Linked DNA regions of Sus scrofa: all the other regions are linked to region 3. The links are chromatin contacts, called in public Hi-C and HiChIP or PLAC-seq maps. All regions are on one chromosome and are shown on one strand. The core of a region is the stretch at or near the end of the contact, and the rest is flanking DNA. Distances in the headings are between cores, read along the strand shown. Region 1 overlaps CHD6 (chromodomain-helicase-DNA-binding protein 6). Region 2 has its middle 13 kb from the start of ZHX3. Region 3 has its middle 15 kb from the start of LPIN3.

Region 1 (2,700 bases), core at 5-2,504, 76 kb before region 3:
ACAGAGAATTCTTTGGGTTGCGTAAGTGCTGCCACTTCATGAAAACGTTCCTGTATATTCCTTCAAGTTAATGGTGGTATGTTAGTTCTAGTTACTGCTTTGGGATTTTTCCTCAACTCCTTTTACCGCCTCTGCAGATGAGGAATCTGAGCACTGGAGTCTTCTCGTTTTTCTTTTCTCATTTGCTTGTCCACTCCACCACCATCTTTGTCCTGGGTTCATCTCATTAGTAAGATAAGGAGGTGGAAAGCCCACCAGAAAAGGAGAACGCATTCACAGAGGCACAGCCTCCAAAGACAGACGAAACCCACCAGGGAGGTAGCAGTGAAGAGAATGATTCAGAGGGGAGGGCTAGGGATTAAGCTGTACCCAGAGACACTGGTGGGTCAGCCAGGCGCTCTAGGCTAGGCTGGAGGGCCGGGAGGCCCCCACCGGAGGCCTGTTCTCCAGCTTGCTTCAAGGAGAGAGCCTAGGTGAGGGCCGGGTGGCTGTTTCCTTCAGCCTAACCCGATGGGTCCTGTGCAGAGGGCCGTGAATGAGAGAACAGCAGAAGCGACTGAAAGGCACTGTCCTCATCAGAAGAATCAGAGGCAGAATGTTCTTGTAATGTTGGTTTCCATTTACCTCCTAGAATTTTTCAGACAAACCAAAGCAGAGGAGGCCACGCTGTAAGGAACCTGGAAAGTTAGACGTCAGCTGCCTGAGCGGGGAAGAAAGGGTTCCTGCTGTCCCCAAGGAGCCAGGCCTGAGGGTAAGGAACAGGGACAACCGGCTGGACCCCAGCCTTGCAGCAGCTCCGGCTGGGGCGGGGGAGGGAGGTAGCTGCGCAGCCTTCTTCCTGAGAGGGCAGGGGCAGCACGGGAGGCTGCCAAGTAGTGATGAGGGGTGATGGGTGTTCTGACCAGCAGTGTGACTTCTGTGACATTTATGTTCAGTCTTTACCTCTGAAACTTTTGGTTTAAGTTGTACTTAAACCATCCTCAAAGCTTAATCCCCTGCCCCTTCCCCCCCGCAATTTTAGAGAGTTCAGGGAAAATTACCTTTAACTCTTATCAGGAGTCTGTTTCCAGTGTTTTACAAACTGTGCTATTGGAAATTTTCATTTTCCAACCTAAGTTTCTCTGGCTACCATTTAAGACATTTCCTCCTAGTCTGTCCTCGCTGGCAATGAAAAACAGCTGACTCCAAGCACTGCCCTTTTCCTATTATAGAATCATGAGCCTGGAAGAGACTTCAAAGACATCTGCAGATACTTGTAGTAGAAGGAATCTGAGTTAATTATAGTTTACAGATGACTACAAATTTGGACTAGAAAACTCACAACCTCTAGGGGGCGGTAATAACATTTCAACCAGAAAATGTGTTGAGCTTGGGCAAATGATACACAAATGTGCTTTTAACCTCCTTGAAGTGCCTTCTGCCCAAATAGGGTGCTTCTAAAGAGCCTCGTGGGGATCTGCCCTTCCTGGGTTGTCCTTGAAGCTCGCTGGCTGTCCTGAACTCCTTCCTCAGTCCTCTGCCAGCTCCAGCTTTCCTGGGTATGAACTCCCTCCTTGGTGGGATTTCCTGGATGCGGTTTCTTTTTTTAGCTCCAAGAGACCACCCACCCTAGTCATTTCCTCCTTGGGCAGAAAGAAGTTGTTACTTAATGTTCTCAAGGAGCTTGTTTCTGATTTGGCCCCTGGAGGATTGCTCTTCTAGCAGCTCGGCAAACATGACCGCCCTCGTACTGCTGCAGCCACTCAGGGACGGAGGTGGAGCCGGGCTACTTTTGAGAAAGTTTGGCGTGATGGAAAAGCTGTCCTCTCTTGCTTTATTCTCCGCAACACACCACCACCGCCCTCAGACGCAGTTACACAGTCCAGGCTGGTTGCACATTGGTTCCCATCACTCTGTCTTGGCCCCTGCACATGGCCTGCCCGCGCTGTCCCTTTGTCATAGCACACAGGGTCACGCTGGTCGTCCAGGAGAGCCCTCCAGTTCTTACTTGGTTGAGTCTCTGAGCTCTTGGTGTAGTGACTTGTCAGAAAAACCACAGGGTTTCCCCCTTGGCTTCCCATTTCTTACAACACCTCGAACAATTTCCCTCACACTCTCTAGAAATTAACGTTCATCACCCCCTCCCCCCAGAGATGCTGATCCTTTGCCAGAAAACTCATTTGTGAGCTGTTCTCGCAAGCCAGCTTCTTACCAGAGCTGGGCTTTCCCTCCTTTGTTAAGTAAACACAACAACAAGAAGCCCTGCCTTGGGAAGGCATGGAACCGCTTGTCCTCCTGGTCCTCGGGACTGTGCAGCCTTCCCGCGTCCCCTCAGCCGTGTCTCCCAAGGTCCCTCCACCCCCACCCCCCCCAGGACCAGAGCCTCTGAGGTGTGCTGCACTCCTTGTCTCTCTTAGAGACCCTAGCATTTCTTCTAGAAACACATCCGGATCCCACAAGGAACTTCTGCCTTCCTTCAGCCCCTTCTGCATGTGTGCGCTGGAGCTCGGCTGGCAAGTCCCAGAGACTTAGCATCGCACAGGCCACAGTCAGGCTCAGGGATTCAGCTTTAAGAAGGCCCAGGACATGTGGTTGCTCATTATTAAGTGTGTGTATGCACACACACATGCCTCATGTATGTTATGTGTGAAATTAGATTTGTTTTATGTACTTGGGTGTGGGGTGTTTGGGGGGCTTGTTTCTTAGCCATTTGGCGGTGAG
Region 2 (2,700 bases), core at 131-2,630, 110 kb after region 3:
TGGTTTTCTGTGGGTTTGAGCAGATTTTAGCAGAGATCAGAGTCTTTTCCCTGGGAACACTGGCCTTGCACAGCCTCCCTGCTCATTAGCAGCCTGACCCATTGGTCCTCTGAAATCCTATGACCAAACCAGCTTAATCCAGTTTTTCACCTGGAAAGGGACTTTCCAGTCTCAGCACAGATTGGCTTTGGCTTTTCGCAATGAGCTTCCTATCTTGGTTGACGGCAACACCAGCCTTCCTGTTGCTTAGATCAAAAACCTGGGAGTCATCCTTGATTCCTGTGAGTACGATGTTCACACGCAGCTCTCCTTTCAAAATGTGTCCAGAGTCCAGCCGCATCTCCTTAACCTCCATCTCTACCGTCCTGGTCCGGGCCATTGTCATCTCTTGCCTGGACTGCTGCCATACCCTCCGGACAGGTTTCCTGCTTTCCTCTTGTTTTTCCCTCAGTCTGTTCTCAGCACAGCCAGCAGGTGTCCTGTGGGACACAAGTCGGATCACGTCAGCCCTTTGCTCCAAGTCCTCTCGGGCACTGCCCATCTCAGAGAAACCCAAGTCGTCCACATGGCTCTGCACAGCCCTCACCACCTTGACCCTGTCTTGACTCCCACTCAGCTGTTCTTTGAACAGGCCAGGCACATTCCCACCTCCAGGTCCTTGCACGACCCAAAGCATTGCCGTTTGCTGGCCAGAGAGCAAACAGCGAAACAAAGCATGCACTTTCTCTTGAAGCTTCCCCTAGAGAGGACACGTTTGCTTACATTTCATTGTTTACACCCATCTGCAGGTGGGCAGGGAAATCCAGTGTGTTCAGAAAGCAAGCAAGCCCCGGACCACAGGTGAATAGCCTAATAACCACAGAGAACGACTGGCTTCTTCATACAGCAATGGCGTCTTTTCAAAAATCCTTATATACCCAGTTCCTAGCACAGAGTCCTGAGAACATTGTAAGTTCTCAAAGATTTTTGAGTGACAAAATCAATTTAGTGAGTGAAAGCTTCAAGAAGGCAACTTGGGAGGTGCTTATTACTACGAGGAATCATTTCTAACATCTTTCTAACCCCAGTAGGTGCTGACCTCTGGGTCGATGGAGATATTCAAGCGCAGACTAGACTAACCACCTGATAGGACTGGGTGGTTAGCCATCCTGACCACAGTAGTGATACTTACAAGATGATTCATGCAAAGATGAGCAATTGAAATATGTCGTCTCTGAAGTCCCTTTAATTCGGAGGCCACTGTATTTTTTATCATCATCGCCTTTCTGAGTTTGAGAAAGAATGAATTCCTATTTGCTGCAGAGGTGATAACACCTGAGGGGAGCTGGCCGTTTCTGTTGGTGACTTGACAGAAACAGGAACTGTTTGTTGGGGGAAGTAAGTGCAGAGCTCTGGCCCTGAGCCCTCTGCTGGATGGTGATTACTAAATGCAGAAAGTATTGTGACCCTTAAGTAGCCAGAGAGAGAAATTAGGCCAGTTCCGGGCTTAATGTGGCTTTGACACTTGAGTACTAGGGCATAAAAACAGACTTCAGTTCTTTTGTTTCAGCAGAAATCTGACAATTCCAGCCAGCAGATCTTCTGGGCTGCCAAGGTCCTGCCCACACACATTCCTGAAGATGGACAGTCTCTCTTGTGTTCTTTTTGTTGTAGATTCCTGCTGACTAACTTCAGTCAAATTAGTTAGGCCCACTGTGACAGAGTTCTCTAGTCATACACGAGAGTAGGCTCATGGTAGCCCTGTCTAGCTGTCCTAATTTTTAAAAATTACAACACTGGACAGATTCAGCTTGTAAAAATCTTAGAGCCCTCATAAGAAGGCTCAAAATTATGTAATTAATAATGTAAATAGGAGTTCCCATTGTGGCTCAGCTGGTTAAAAACCTGATGTAGTCTCCATGAGGATACAGGTTCAATTCCTGGCTTTGCTCAGTGGGTCAAGGAACCAGTGTTGCTGCAAGCTGCAGCATGAGTTGCAGACGTGGCTCAGATCTGGTATAGCTGTGGCTCTGGTGTAGGCCAGCAGCTGCAGCTCCTATTTGACCCCTAGCCTGGGAACTTCCATATGTTGAAGGTGTAGCCGTAAAAAGAAAAAATATATAATAAAAATAATGTAAAATAATTAAAGGTAGTGGGTTTATTATTCATTTGGTATTCAGAGTGAATGTGGCCTAAAAAAGAACAGGAGAGTTAAAGAGTCAGAACATCAGGCTCATGTACAAATCTGCGTGTGACTTTGGTCTGTCACCTCCTCTTTTTTGCTGATAGCCCTTCAATGCTGTGGGGGAAGGGGCAGTAATAACCATCTCTGGAGGCTATTGGAATGGATCAGGAGAGATAAAAGTGCTTTGAGAGAGAATTGAAGTGAATCCAGTTTCCTGGCTGGTCATGGAATTTTCTCAGACTTTCTAGCATAGCAGTGGCGCCATCAGTGCAAATTGATCCATGTGTGGTATTATCTTATACTTCAGAAGTCTTCTTGAGATGGAACTCAGTGGTTTAATTCAGAGTTTATGGCAGTGGTTCACAGTACGAGCCACTGCCACCACTGGGATCACTCGATTCGTGCCAAACAGTAATCTAAAAGGTATTTGCATATTCTTTCATTTATAGCTTGGACTGAGTTCACAATAAGAACCTGCTGGGTGTTGTTTTGTTTGTACATCTAGCCCCCATACAACTTTTTGACACTTCCAAGGT
Region 3 (2,756 bases), core at 90-2,589:
TCCTGGGTTGGGGGGGTGTGTGTGTTTGGGTCTTGCTCTGTCTCTGCCTTGTCTCCCATTGGTGTGAAATACTAAATTCCAGATTTTTCAATGTCTTTTTTTTTTCTGTCTTTTTAGGACCACACCCGCAGCATATGGAGGTTCCCAGGCTAGAGATCAAATCAGAGCTGTAGCCACTGGCCTACGCCACAGCCACAGCAATGCAAGACCCAAGCCTTGTCTGCAACCATCACCACAGCTCATAGCAACACCAGATCCTTAACCCACTGAGTGAGGCTGGGGATTGAACCTGTGTCTTCATGGATGCTAATCAGGTTTGTTTCCATTGAGCCACCATTGGTACTCTGATTTTTCAATGTCTTTACTTTTTTTTTTTTTTTTTTTTTTTTTTAATGGCTGAACCTGCAGCATGTGGAAGTTTACAGGCTAGGGGTTGAAATGGAGCTGCAGCTGCCAACCTATGCTGCAGTCACAGCAATGCCATCTGAGCCGCATTTGTGACCTATGCTGAAGCTTGTGGCAAGGCCGTGTCCTTAACTCACTGAGCAAGTCCAGTGACTGAACCCACATTTTCATGGATACTAGCCAGGTTCTTAACCCGCTGAGCCAGAATAGGAACTCCAGATTTTTCAGTGTCTTTATTTGTTTATTTATTTATTTTTTAGGGCTGCACCGGCAGCATTTGGGAGTTCCCAGACTAGGAGTCTAATTGGAGCTGCAGCTCCTGGCCTACATCACAGCCACAGCAATGCTAGGTCCAAGCTGTATCTGTGACCTACACCACAGCTAATGGCAACGCTGGATCCTTAACCCGCTGAGGAGGGCCAGGGATCGAACCCGTGTCCTCATGGATACTAGTCAGGTTTGTTACTGCTAAGCCACAATGGGAACTCCACAATGTCTTTAAAAGGTAGAAAATTAAAGAGGAATGAGCGAGGAGAAAAGAGATGATGAGGGAAGCCATGGGAGAGGGTGGAAGGGAGAAGATAGTCACGGATTTTCCTGGGGTCCCCGCCCAGTCCGATTTTCAAGCAGTTTGAGGAGCAGCCAGCAGTGAGGGCTGCGTGCCACATACTCTGAACTGGAGGCCACGTATTCTGAACTGCGTGCCACGTATTCTGAACTGGGGAGGGCATGTATCACGAGCTGGGTGCCACGTATCACGAGCTGGGGACCATGTAGCAGAAGCAGTCCTGTTGAGTCATGGACACAGCCACACTGCTTTGTAAAGCCTGGTGTGTGGAGTATTTTTGTTTTTTACAACACAGCTGTCTGTGTAATGACTTCCTTCCCTCGGCCTTGTTCAGCGAGGTGTCCCTGGGCGACCAGCTGAGTCACCACATTCCTTGCAGCTTAAAACACTGGCCCAAGCACAGGAGCCTGGTTCCTCCACGTAGGTGGGACCTTTGAAGGCTGCCTGGGAGTGACGTGGAAAGACAGGCCACAGAGCTCCCATCTCTCACCTGCACCTCTCCCCAAAACATGATTTAAAACACAAGTGAAAATAGAAATTCCATCTGTTAAACACTAGGGAATGGCCACAGCCATGTGTCACAGTCTGAAAAATTATTTGTCGGCAACCATGAAGTCAGTACCAAACTGAGTGGCAGAGGATGGGGGGGGGCACCAGGAATTGATATCCATGCCCTCTGTCTGATGCAGTGTGAAGGGTCAGAAATCCAAGTGCAGAGACTGGGAACTCTCATGCCCAGTTGGCAGGAATGGAAGCTTGCTCAACCCCTTTGTAAAATAAGCAAAATAAGCAGGCAGTTTTCAGTAAAATGTGTAGGGGGCACATAGTTAGCAGTCTTACTCCTTGAAATGTGTTTTAAAGAAAGTTTGCTCAGGAGTTCCCATTGTGGCTCAGCAGTAACAAGCCTGACTAGTATCCATGAGGATGTGGGTTCCATCCCTGGCCTCGATCCGTGGGTTAAGGATCCAGCCTTTCTGTGAGCTGTGGTGTAGGTCACAGAAGCAGCTCAGATCCTATGTGGCTGTGGCTGAGGCTGTGGCTATCAACTGTAGCTCTGATTTGACCCCTAGCCTGGGAGCTTCCATATGCTGCAAGTGTGGCCCTAAAAAGCAAAAAAAAAAAAAAAACAAACAAACAAACAAAAAAAAAACAAACAAAAAAACAAAAAAAAAAGAAAAAAGAAAAGTTTGCTCAGATATATACAGAGGTAAGGAGGTTATTTATGATAGCCTTGTTCATGGCATAGGTGAATAGGAGGCAGAGTGCTAAAGAAATGAGTTAGGCAGTTCACTTCCTAGCTCAGCAGTTAATGAACCCGACTAAGATCCATGAGGACATGGGTTCAATCCCTGGCCTTGCTCAGTGGGTTAAGGATCTGGTGCTACTGTGAGTTGTGGTGTAGGTTGCAGATGTGGCTCAGATCTCGAGTTGCTGTGGCTGTGGCCGGCAGCTGTAGCTCCAACTCGACCCCTAGCCTGAGAACCTCCATATGCTGCAGGTGTGGCCCTAAAAAGACAAAAAGACCAAAAATAAAAAAAAAATGAGTTAGTAAACCATGGATGCAGAGTATGAAGTAGATTTGTGTATATTAAAATGAACAGATGTTGAACACCTGTAAAGTCAGAAAAAGGTTCAGCAGCGTGTGTAACATGATTCCATGGTCAGAAATAAACAAAAAAATGTTTAGGTACCCTGAAAACATCTGAAAGAACGTATACCAAACTAAATTAAATTTGTTATTGGGCATCTTGCAAAAACTGCATCGCCCCATTGCACCTGAAAC

What was found. A called contact is a pair of places that touch in the nucleus more often than the background predicts. HiChIP or PLAC-seq counts read pairs in DNA pulled down with a chosen protein or histone mark.
Region 1: an H3K27ac HiChIP or PLAC-seq map of skeletal muscle shows a contact between it and region 3. The contact joins two enhancer-like sites. A contact is called at or near these places in 3 of 47 Hi-C or Micro-C datasets (heart right ventricle and skeletal muscle) and 1 of 2 datasets of contacts at active chromatin or transcription factors (skeletal muscle).
Region 2: a Hi-C map of skeletal muscle shows a contact between it and region 3, with 3 times the contacts expected there. The contact joins two enhancer-like sites. A contact is called at or near these places in 2 of 5 promoter capture datasets (fetal liver and liver), 10 of 47 Hi-C or Micro-C datasets (embryonic fibroblasts, fibroblasts, heart right ventricle and 6 more) and 2 of 2 datasets of contacts at active chromatin or transcription factors (alveolar macrophages and skeletal muscle).

Annotation. Positions count from the first base shown.
Region 1 is chr17:44,053,710-44,056,409 of Sscrofa11.1, reverse strand. CHD6 (chromodomain-helicase-DNA-binding protein 6) reads left to right here. Exons shown (of 37, transcript XM_021077872.1): 36 at 632-751. Among named protein-coding and RNA genes, the nearest start is that of EMILIN3, 42 kb to the right of the region's middle. Within about 2 kb of position 1,254, at least 21 of the 83 cell types and tissues checked have an H3K27ac peak or open chromatin away from gene starts, as enhancers often do. A contact at or near this core is called in skeletal muscle, where this site is marked.
Region 2 is chr17:43,870,816-43,873,515 of Sscrofa11.1, reverse strand. It overlaps a transcript of ZHX3 not described here. Among named protein-coding and RNA genes, the nearest start is that of ZHX3, 13 kb to the right of the region's middle. Within about 2 kb of position 1,380, at least 23 of the 83 cell types and tissues checked have an H3K27ac peak or open chromatin away from gene starts, as enhancers often do. A contact at or near this core is called in alveolar macrophages, embryonic fibroblasts, liver and 2 more, where this site is marked.
Region 3 is chr17:43,977,519-43,980,274 of Sscrofa11.1, reverse strand. No RefSeq gene overlaps it. Among named protein-coding and RNA genes, the nearest start is that of LPIN3, 15 kb to the left of the region's middle. Within about 2 kb of position 1,339, at least 35 of the 83 cell types and tissues checked have an H3K27ac peak or open chromatin away from gene starts, as enhancers often do. A contact at or near this core is called in alveolar macrophages, embryonic fibroblasts, liver and 2 more, where this site is marked.